2 separate regions of the Macaca mulatta genome follow, and region 2 is linked to region 1. A link is a contact called in public Hi-C data. All regions are on one chromosome and are shown on one strand. Each heading gives the region's core, a stretch centred on a gene start, on an enhancer-like site or on the middle of the called end of the contact. The rest is flanking DNA. Distances are from core to core; before and after follow the strand shown.

Evidence for each region. A called contact is a pair of places that touch in the nucleus more often than the background predicts.
Region 2: a contact with region 1 is called in a Hi-C map of blood, with 2.9 times the contacts expected there. The contact joins two enhancer-like sites. A contact is called at or near these places in 3 of 14 Hi-C or Micro-C datasets (CD4 T cells, blood and fetal cortex germinal zone).

The regions. Positions count from the first base shown.
Region 1 is chr2:129,809,255-129,813,090 of T2T-MMU8v2.0, reverse strand. All of the region lies in intron 5 of SLC25A26 (solute carrier family 25 member 26), which reads right to left. Among named protein-coding and RNA genes, the nearest start is that of SLC25A26, 48 kb to the right of the region's middle. Within about 2 kb of position 2,215, at least 5 of the 40 cell types and tissues checked have an H3K27ac peak or open chromatin away from gene starts, as enhancers often do. A contact at or near this core is called in blood, where this site is marked.
Region 2 is chr2:130,039,505-130,043,340 of T2T-MMU8v2.0, reverse strand. All of the region lies in intron 1 of LRIG1 (leucine rich repeats and immunoglobulin like domains 1), which reads left to right. Among named protein-coding and RNA genes, the nearest start is that of LRIG1, 11 kb to the left of the region's middle. Within about 2 kb of position 2,055, at least 6 of the 40 cell types and tissues checked have an H3K27ac peak or open chromatin away from gene starts, as enhancers often do. A contact at or near this core is called in blood, where this site is marked.

The DNA.
Region 1 (3,836 bases), core at 966-3,465:
ACCCAATTCTAAGGACAAACTGAAAGAGAACGAGGTAAATCAAAGAAAACAATTTCACACAAACATACACAGAGACAGATACACAGCACTGATACAAGGAGGGGGAAAACTCTCCCTTATGAGATAGGACTGGTTTTTTTCCTCTTTTACAATCATGATAAGCAGGAAATAGTACATAGAGCCTTAAGGACGGTAAAGATGCAACAGAAGTTCTGGTGATAGTTGGTTGGTAACATTTTTCAGTGGAAAACATCCAAGTGGTGCAATCTCCATAAGAATAAGTCAAAAATAACAATCATGGAATTTTCCCAATACACTTTCATTAGGAATCTTGATCAGCTCAATCATCAATTAGGGTAACTTTACTTCATTATACCAGTATGCTGTTTTTCCTACAGAAGTAGCCAGTGAATATAAAATCAACTGCAGGTTGCAATTTGTTACAATTATAGAGATGCCTCTCAATAAGACATTTGAATACAACGCTTTCATTATAGCAGGAAAGCTTTACAAGCAGTAACAATTGTCTGGCCTCTCATTCAAACACAGCAATTGTTAGTCATCAACAAGTCTGAAAGCAGACAGATCAAGGTTGCATCCCCGTTGAAGAACCTAACAACCTAAAGGCAGGTTTAATTTCCAAATCTCCTAGCAGGCTATACTGCTATCACAGCCGCCTTCTAGAACTGCTGTAAAGGTACAAAGGTATCAATGAGAACAGTCTATGCAAAGTTCCTAGCACAAATGGGCAAACCTGGACTCAGATTAGTAAACTTGTCAGGAGCAGATGGGTGGTAAGGGACAGAGCTGCATTCCACACTTAGGTGTTTTATCAGTCCATTCTCACAATGCTATAAAGATACTACCTGAGACTGAGTAATTTATAAAGGAAAGAGGTTTGCCTCACAGTTTGCATGGCTGAGGAGCCTCAGGCAACTTACAATCATGGCAGAAGGCAAAGGGGAAGCAAGGCACGTCTTACATGGCAGCAGGAGAGAAACAGTACGAAGGGGGAACTGCCAAACACTTTTAAAACCATCAGCTCTTGTGAGAACTCTCTCACTATCATCAGAAGAGTATGAGGGAAACCGCCCATCCAACCACCTTCCATCAGGTCCCTCCCCTGCCACGTGGGGATTACAATTCAAGATGAGATTTAGGTGGGGACACAGAGCCAAACCATATCAGGTGTCCTTCACTGTTAATGCTCTTTCAGTTACCAGAGTACTAATCCTCCTAGTTAACATTTCCTGAGCACATACTATGTGACAGGCACTATAGAAAGCACTTACCCTGGATCCCCTCATTTAATTCTCACAAGAATATGGGGAAGTTTCAAATCATCAGTTCACAGGAAAGTAAATAAGACTGTTCTCAGATATATGTTACTATGTCCACTCTTACTTGTAATTAAAATTAGAACTACAATGACATCTTTTTTTTTATCTTTAAGACTGCTAGTCCATAGATGAGGCAGGGGAAAACAGAAAGCTCCTACGTTGTTGGCAAGTGTCAATTGGTACTTCCCTAAAGGGCAATTTGGCATTATCTACCAAAATTACAAATGCCCATACCTTTCACGAAGTAATTCTACTTTTGGTATGTAACCTGCAAACATTCAACCATGTATAACGTGACACAGGAACAGTATCACTCACCGCAGCATGTCTGTAATGTCCACCAATAGGGAAATGTTAAATAAACTATGGTTTGTTTACACAATGGACTACTATGCAATCATTATAAAAGACAGTGCTCTTTGTGAAGTGATATAAATCATCTCCAAAATAAAGTAGGTTAGAAAGCAGCAAAAAAAAAATACAGAAGATCTAGGATAGAGTGGCTCTGGAAAAACACTAAGGAGACTTATATAACATGAGTGTTTGGGGGAAGGCACTGAGCAGGCAGACAGCAGAACCGGGAAGGAGACTTTGGAGGACAGTCCTTGAAGCTTGATTCCTGAAGGTTCCCGTTTCCAGCCACTGGATTTAGGGGAATCCCTGCTGCTTAGCATGGATATTAAGGGAAAACAAGTCTGAAAAGCTGCTATATCCACTTTTGAGTAAACTAGTAAGAGTGATGATTTTTGCACCTAAAGACTGGGGGCTTCAATGAACTTACTGAACAGATTGAATTACTTGTTTGGCGTGCCTGACTGCCTGCAGCAAAACTAGGGTGGGGAGAATAACCCTCACCTATCTCAAAACTCTTCAGGAGCATCTACCAAAAAGAAGCCAGGAGTTACTTGTTATTAAAATGGCTACATCTTGCCATTGGGACAGCTCCAACCAGCTTCTAACCTTCAGGTTTCTGCAGACAGGAGTCAGACACCAGCAATTTATCCTCCAGACTCCAGGGGACACATGCTGGGCTCTTTTAAGGGCGTTTCCCAAATTCTCCACTCCAATCCCTGGCAAACAGCTGAGAGCAAGAGGTTCAACTTCTCCCCCAGGCAAATACCCCACTTTGTGCTCTCTTGAAGGCCCTCACTTGGCTTGCACTCTCTATGGTTATGAAAACCCCAATTCTGCTTCAACAAGCAAGCCACACACATGTACTTTCACACCCTTGTGGTTCTGCTCTTGCTGTTCTGCCTATATCCTTAACTACTTCTAACTGCCACTCCTTCAACAATTAAGTCATTTTATGCTAATTGAGCACCACTCAAGCATTGCTCCTTCTGTAACCCCAGCTGCATCTTGTATATACTTATCATTACAGTGCTTATGACACTGCACTGTAAAGTGTCTACTTCCCTCTTTGTTTCCCTGCCAGAAAGTGAATCCTTCAGGCAGAAGTGCTCCTTGTAGTGCCCCAAGACCCAGTAGGCACTCCAAAAAGGACTGCTGAGTGAAATTTGTGGACAAAAAACATTTGCTAAGTTTAACTGATTCCCACTTCTTTTGAAACAATTTGCTTTACTCTGCTTTCTTCCTCTATAAAAAGTCCTTCTAATTTACGTCCAAGAGTATGAGGCTGCTCTCCATAAAATTTTCAGGCCAACTCCATCTGAAATCGTGCTGGTTATGAAAGCAGCTATGATTTTGCTCCCCACCTTCATCTTACTGCAGTAATAACACTGCACCAGCATGCTTGAGCACATTTAATTTGGCAAAGATCATGAGAAAAATGAACACTGAAAGGATGAGGTAAACAGTGTAATCTGCTGACCTTGCTTAGACTCCATCTAAAATTCACAGTAACTAAAATAATTTCAGAGAATGTAAGGGATAAGCATGCAATCCCCACAAACATCAAATGCAGGGGGAAGAAAAAGTGTGACAACATTCACACAATCTAAAGAACACAGAATCTATCTTATAATGCATGGACTCAAACTTCAATCTCATTCTAATGGGCAACTGCTAGGGAGATAAAACTAGTTTAAGGAAAAAATTGCATACAGAATAAACATATACGTTTCCAGGTGATTCTCACTAAGGTTTTTATGTATTTTCTTATTGAAACAACAAACACGCTCTTGGCAAAAAGATTTTATATTGGTGCCAGAATAAAGTAAGAACCTAATGCAAAAAAATTCTGCTTAAAGCAGATGTTATCACTTCTTATTTTTCTCATTTTGAGAAGCAGCTATGTTTCATTCGGCAATAATTCTTCTCTCATTCTATCAGAGAATCTGTACAAAAGCAACACCTCAACTAAAATCAAGTCTGAAGGATCTTTTATAAATACGCATAATGCAGAAGACCTCAATTAAATTTCCAACAAAACGCTGCCATTTTGAGTAAACAAAGTCATCTCAGTAAGGTCACACTACTTTCAAGGATTGCAGGCTAGAAATTAATTACTAGCATGACATATGTCAAAACAAATTT
Region 2 (3,836 bases), core at 806-3,305, 230 kb before region 1:
TTGCCATTCAAATAATTTACTGCTTATCTTGGTCAAAGCATACATTGCACTGAAATTCTTTTCTTCCGGATTACCTACCTGATGATAACCTGTTAGATACAATGAGAAGGACTTAACACTTCTGAATTGGAGGATAGATAATCTTGCTGTTGTTTCAAATCTTGTAGTTCCAGTGCTCTTTTGTTTGAAAGCGTTTGTCTCTCAAGCATTAGCACTTTGGGCTGGATAACAAGAAATTAACAGGCTGGGCTCTGCTTAGTGAAAACTTACAACTGATTAGGAAGCAGGCTGTTGCAGATACAGCTTCTTTTTCTTGTGAGATGATCTGAAATACATAGTTTTTAGAAAAAATTTTGAATTAAGGGAACATTTGATACGCAGCCAGGTAGTTTAAATAAACTAACTCACTTCTGTTGCTATGGAGTGTTTTTTCTTATGATTATGGAGAAACGTAAATATTACACAAGTGGACAGAATGTAATGAACTCTAGGTACCTGTCACTCACCTTCAACAATCATCAACTGTCTTATTTGATCTATTTCCCAATATGCTTCTGCCCTTCCATGTTATTTATTATTTTTTTGGAAATAAAGACATTATCATTTTATCTGCAAATGTATAGTTTGGTTTTTTTTTTTAAATTAACAGCTTTATTGAGATGTAATTTATATACCATACTATTTACTGTAGGGTGGTTTTAAGAAATTGGAAGTTTTGAAAAAATTGGCATTCATTTTAACTGTGTTTTTCCAAAGGGCGTTTTGGTAAGCTATATATTTACAGATGTTTATTGGGCACATACTGTGTGCACCCTAATTTGTATGTTCTCAAAATACAGATTTTTTTTTCTTTTGTAGGAGGTGTTTAGCAAGCTCTTTTGTGCCGCTCATTTGCCAGAATGTGCAATTCTGATTAACCTTCCACTTTCTCCCCATAGCTCTTACTTGGGTGGTTTCTACCAGGCTATTAATTGTTGATTAAAATCCATTAGTGAACAAACATAATTAGAAATGGACTAGATCATTTAAAAAGTGATGTCTCAGATACTGTTGTTTAGTAGAGGAATAATTAGCCATTGGTTGTAGTTAAGTCATGAGTCTGAATTGAGTTAACTATTGTTTACTTTGTAAGGCCTGACCCTCCAGCTGTGGCTACTTGAGGCTGCTTTAAATAGAGTTAGAGGCAGCCTGTAAGAAAATCCTCAAAAAGCAAAGAACTAGGTTCCTGGAACCCTCTGTGCTTGATTTAAACTTCACACAGATTTGAAAATGCTTTCTCCAAGTAGCTGCTGAAAGGTTTGTTTTACTTTATAAAAGTCCGTAGTTTAATTTCTCCTCAGTCTGGTACTTTGTTGGTGAGGGGGCTCCTTTAGAATGGATTTTGTGCTAGCTGCAGCTTCATTTAGGAATCTGAATGGGAATTACTAGTCCTCCAAATTCCATTCACTTTATCCTAGTTTTTGGAGTGACTTCCATCTTCTATCTGTGAAAATCAAATTCCAGGTAGATTATGGAGTGTTCAGTGGCTTTAAAAGCTGTCCAACATGGTCAGGTTAAACTGGTGGGATCTATGAAGCTTAATTAAATTTATATGATATCCGATTAGACACCATTTACAGTGGGTTCTCTGTTTAGAAAAGTGGAAGCACACTCCAGTGCATTTTTTAAAATTATGGGGCAGAAAAGCTTGGTATTGAGAGAGACTATGAAATTCAGTGCTGTTTTGCAAATTGGGAGAACACCATTCTTTCATCTGGTTTTAGCAGTGTGGTGGTACCTTGACCCAGCATCATGCCTCCGTCTTAGTTTTCGTTTTATTTTGAATTAAGAAGAATTTTTCTGTGTGTCTGTGGTTTCCTCCCTCCACCTGGGCTGGTGTGAGTTTCTGGCACACAAGCTCACAGTGCTTGCAAAACTTATAAACAGTCAGAAGAGCTCGTTGCTTCCAGGAAGTGGATTGTTGATGCAATGAAGTGATGGATGCAGAGGCTGCCGCTGGAAGGGAGCAGGGTTTCCTTCCATCTTGGAGGAGGGGAGATCCAGAAAACAAGCTGACATGGCCTGTAGTCACTACGGTCTGCCTCATCCCAAATTCCTCTGATTGTTTTCTCAGATTTGGAGTCTGTGTAGGACTCTTCGCTTTGGGTGGTTTGGCCTTATCCAGGGCTGTGCTTTACCCATTAGAAAAATCAGAGTCTTCTGTGGAGATTTTTGGATTCTTTCACAAGGGCATTTGAAACAATACTTAGAAATGAGTAAATTATACTCAGTTCCTTACTATCTTAAAATGAAGATTGCTGACCTTATTATTTACTTGGGGGAAACTTTATGAGAAGTCTTGGTGCGCAGAACGTCTTTCTGGACAGAAAGGAGACCACGTTTTCACGGAGTTTCTTAAAGGGGTGCGTGACCAAAGAGGCATAAAAATGATTTACCTGAGAGGAAAAAATTAATTTTCTTAAAGTCATGAAAGTGGGGATGTGGTAGAATGGGAAACTAGCTCATGGCTGGGCCTCAGGAGACGTTGGGGTTTTGTCCTAGCTCTGCCACTGATTGGCAGCATAACCTTGGGCTAGTCACTTAATTTCCTGTCTGTAAAGGGATGTATAACTTCTAAGACCCCTCATTTTTAGGTTCATGATTCTATTCTAATTGAAGCAAAAAGGGAGTAAACTTACATTTCATTGGATGGTAAGAATTAGTAAATTGATCTGTGTCTAGGATACTTACTTAAACGTTCTGTGTGTGTGTGTGAGAGACACACACACAGGGTCCCATTCTGTCACCCAGGTTGAAGTGCGGTGGCTATCCTCCCATTTAAGTCTACCAAGTAGCTAGGACTACAGGCACTTGCCACCACACCTGGCAAGTTTTTGTTTTTTTTGTTTTTTATTTTTGAGACGGAGTCTTGCTCTGTCGCCCAGGCCAGAGTACAGTGGCGCAATCTCGGCTCGCTGCAAGCTCTGCCTCCTGGGTTCACGCCATTCTCTTGCCTCAGCCTCCCAAGTAGTTGGGACTACAGGCGCCCACCACCACGCCCTGCTAATTTTTTTTATTTTTATTTTTAGTAGAGATGGGGATTCACCATGTTTGCCAGGATGGTCTCGATCTCCTGACCTCGTGATCCGCCTGCTTCGGCCTCCCAAAGTGCTGGGATTACAGGCGTGAGCCACCGCACCTGGCCATACCTGGCTAGTTTTTATTTTTTGTAAAGATGGTGTCGTGCTATGTTGCCCAGACTGGTCTTGATCTCCTGGGCTCAAACGATCCTCCTGCCTTGGCCTCCCAAAGTGCTGGGATTACAGACATTAGCTACCATGCTGGGCCAATGTTTGCTACTTCTGAGTGAAATTCTCAGATGGATACCATAAGCAGCAAAGAGATAAAAGGGTGTGTGCATGCAGAGTCTCAATGAGGGACCCTTTTGTGAGCCTTTAGATGTTATTGAGGAGGAGTGAATACTCCACAAAGAAAGGGGTGCTTTCCTTCATTTTTACCTGCTTTTTCCCTCTGGCCCAAAGAAAACTATGGAGGTTAGTGCAGATCCACTTTAGATCTTTGATTTAGCTTTTTAAGAACTTAGATAAAAATTTAAAAAGAAAAACAGGAAAATAAATTACAGGCATGTTTTCCCAAAGAGTCCTTTCTCAGGGCCACTGCAGGCAGCATCTTTCTCAGGCAGTCCTTCAATGAATACTTGCGATAAGTAAAGTTGTAAGTGATGCTGGGAAACTGCCTTAAGGACTGGATGGGCCGCCTGTCACATTCTATAGTCATGGCCACAGGAAGGGCAGCTACTCACTGCACTGCCTGTTCTTTCTGGGCCAGCTTGCCAT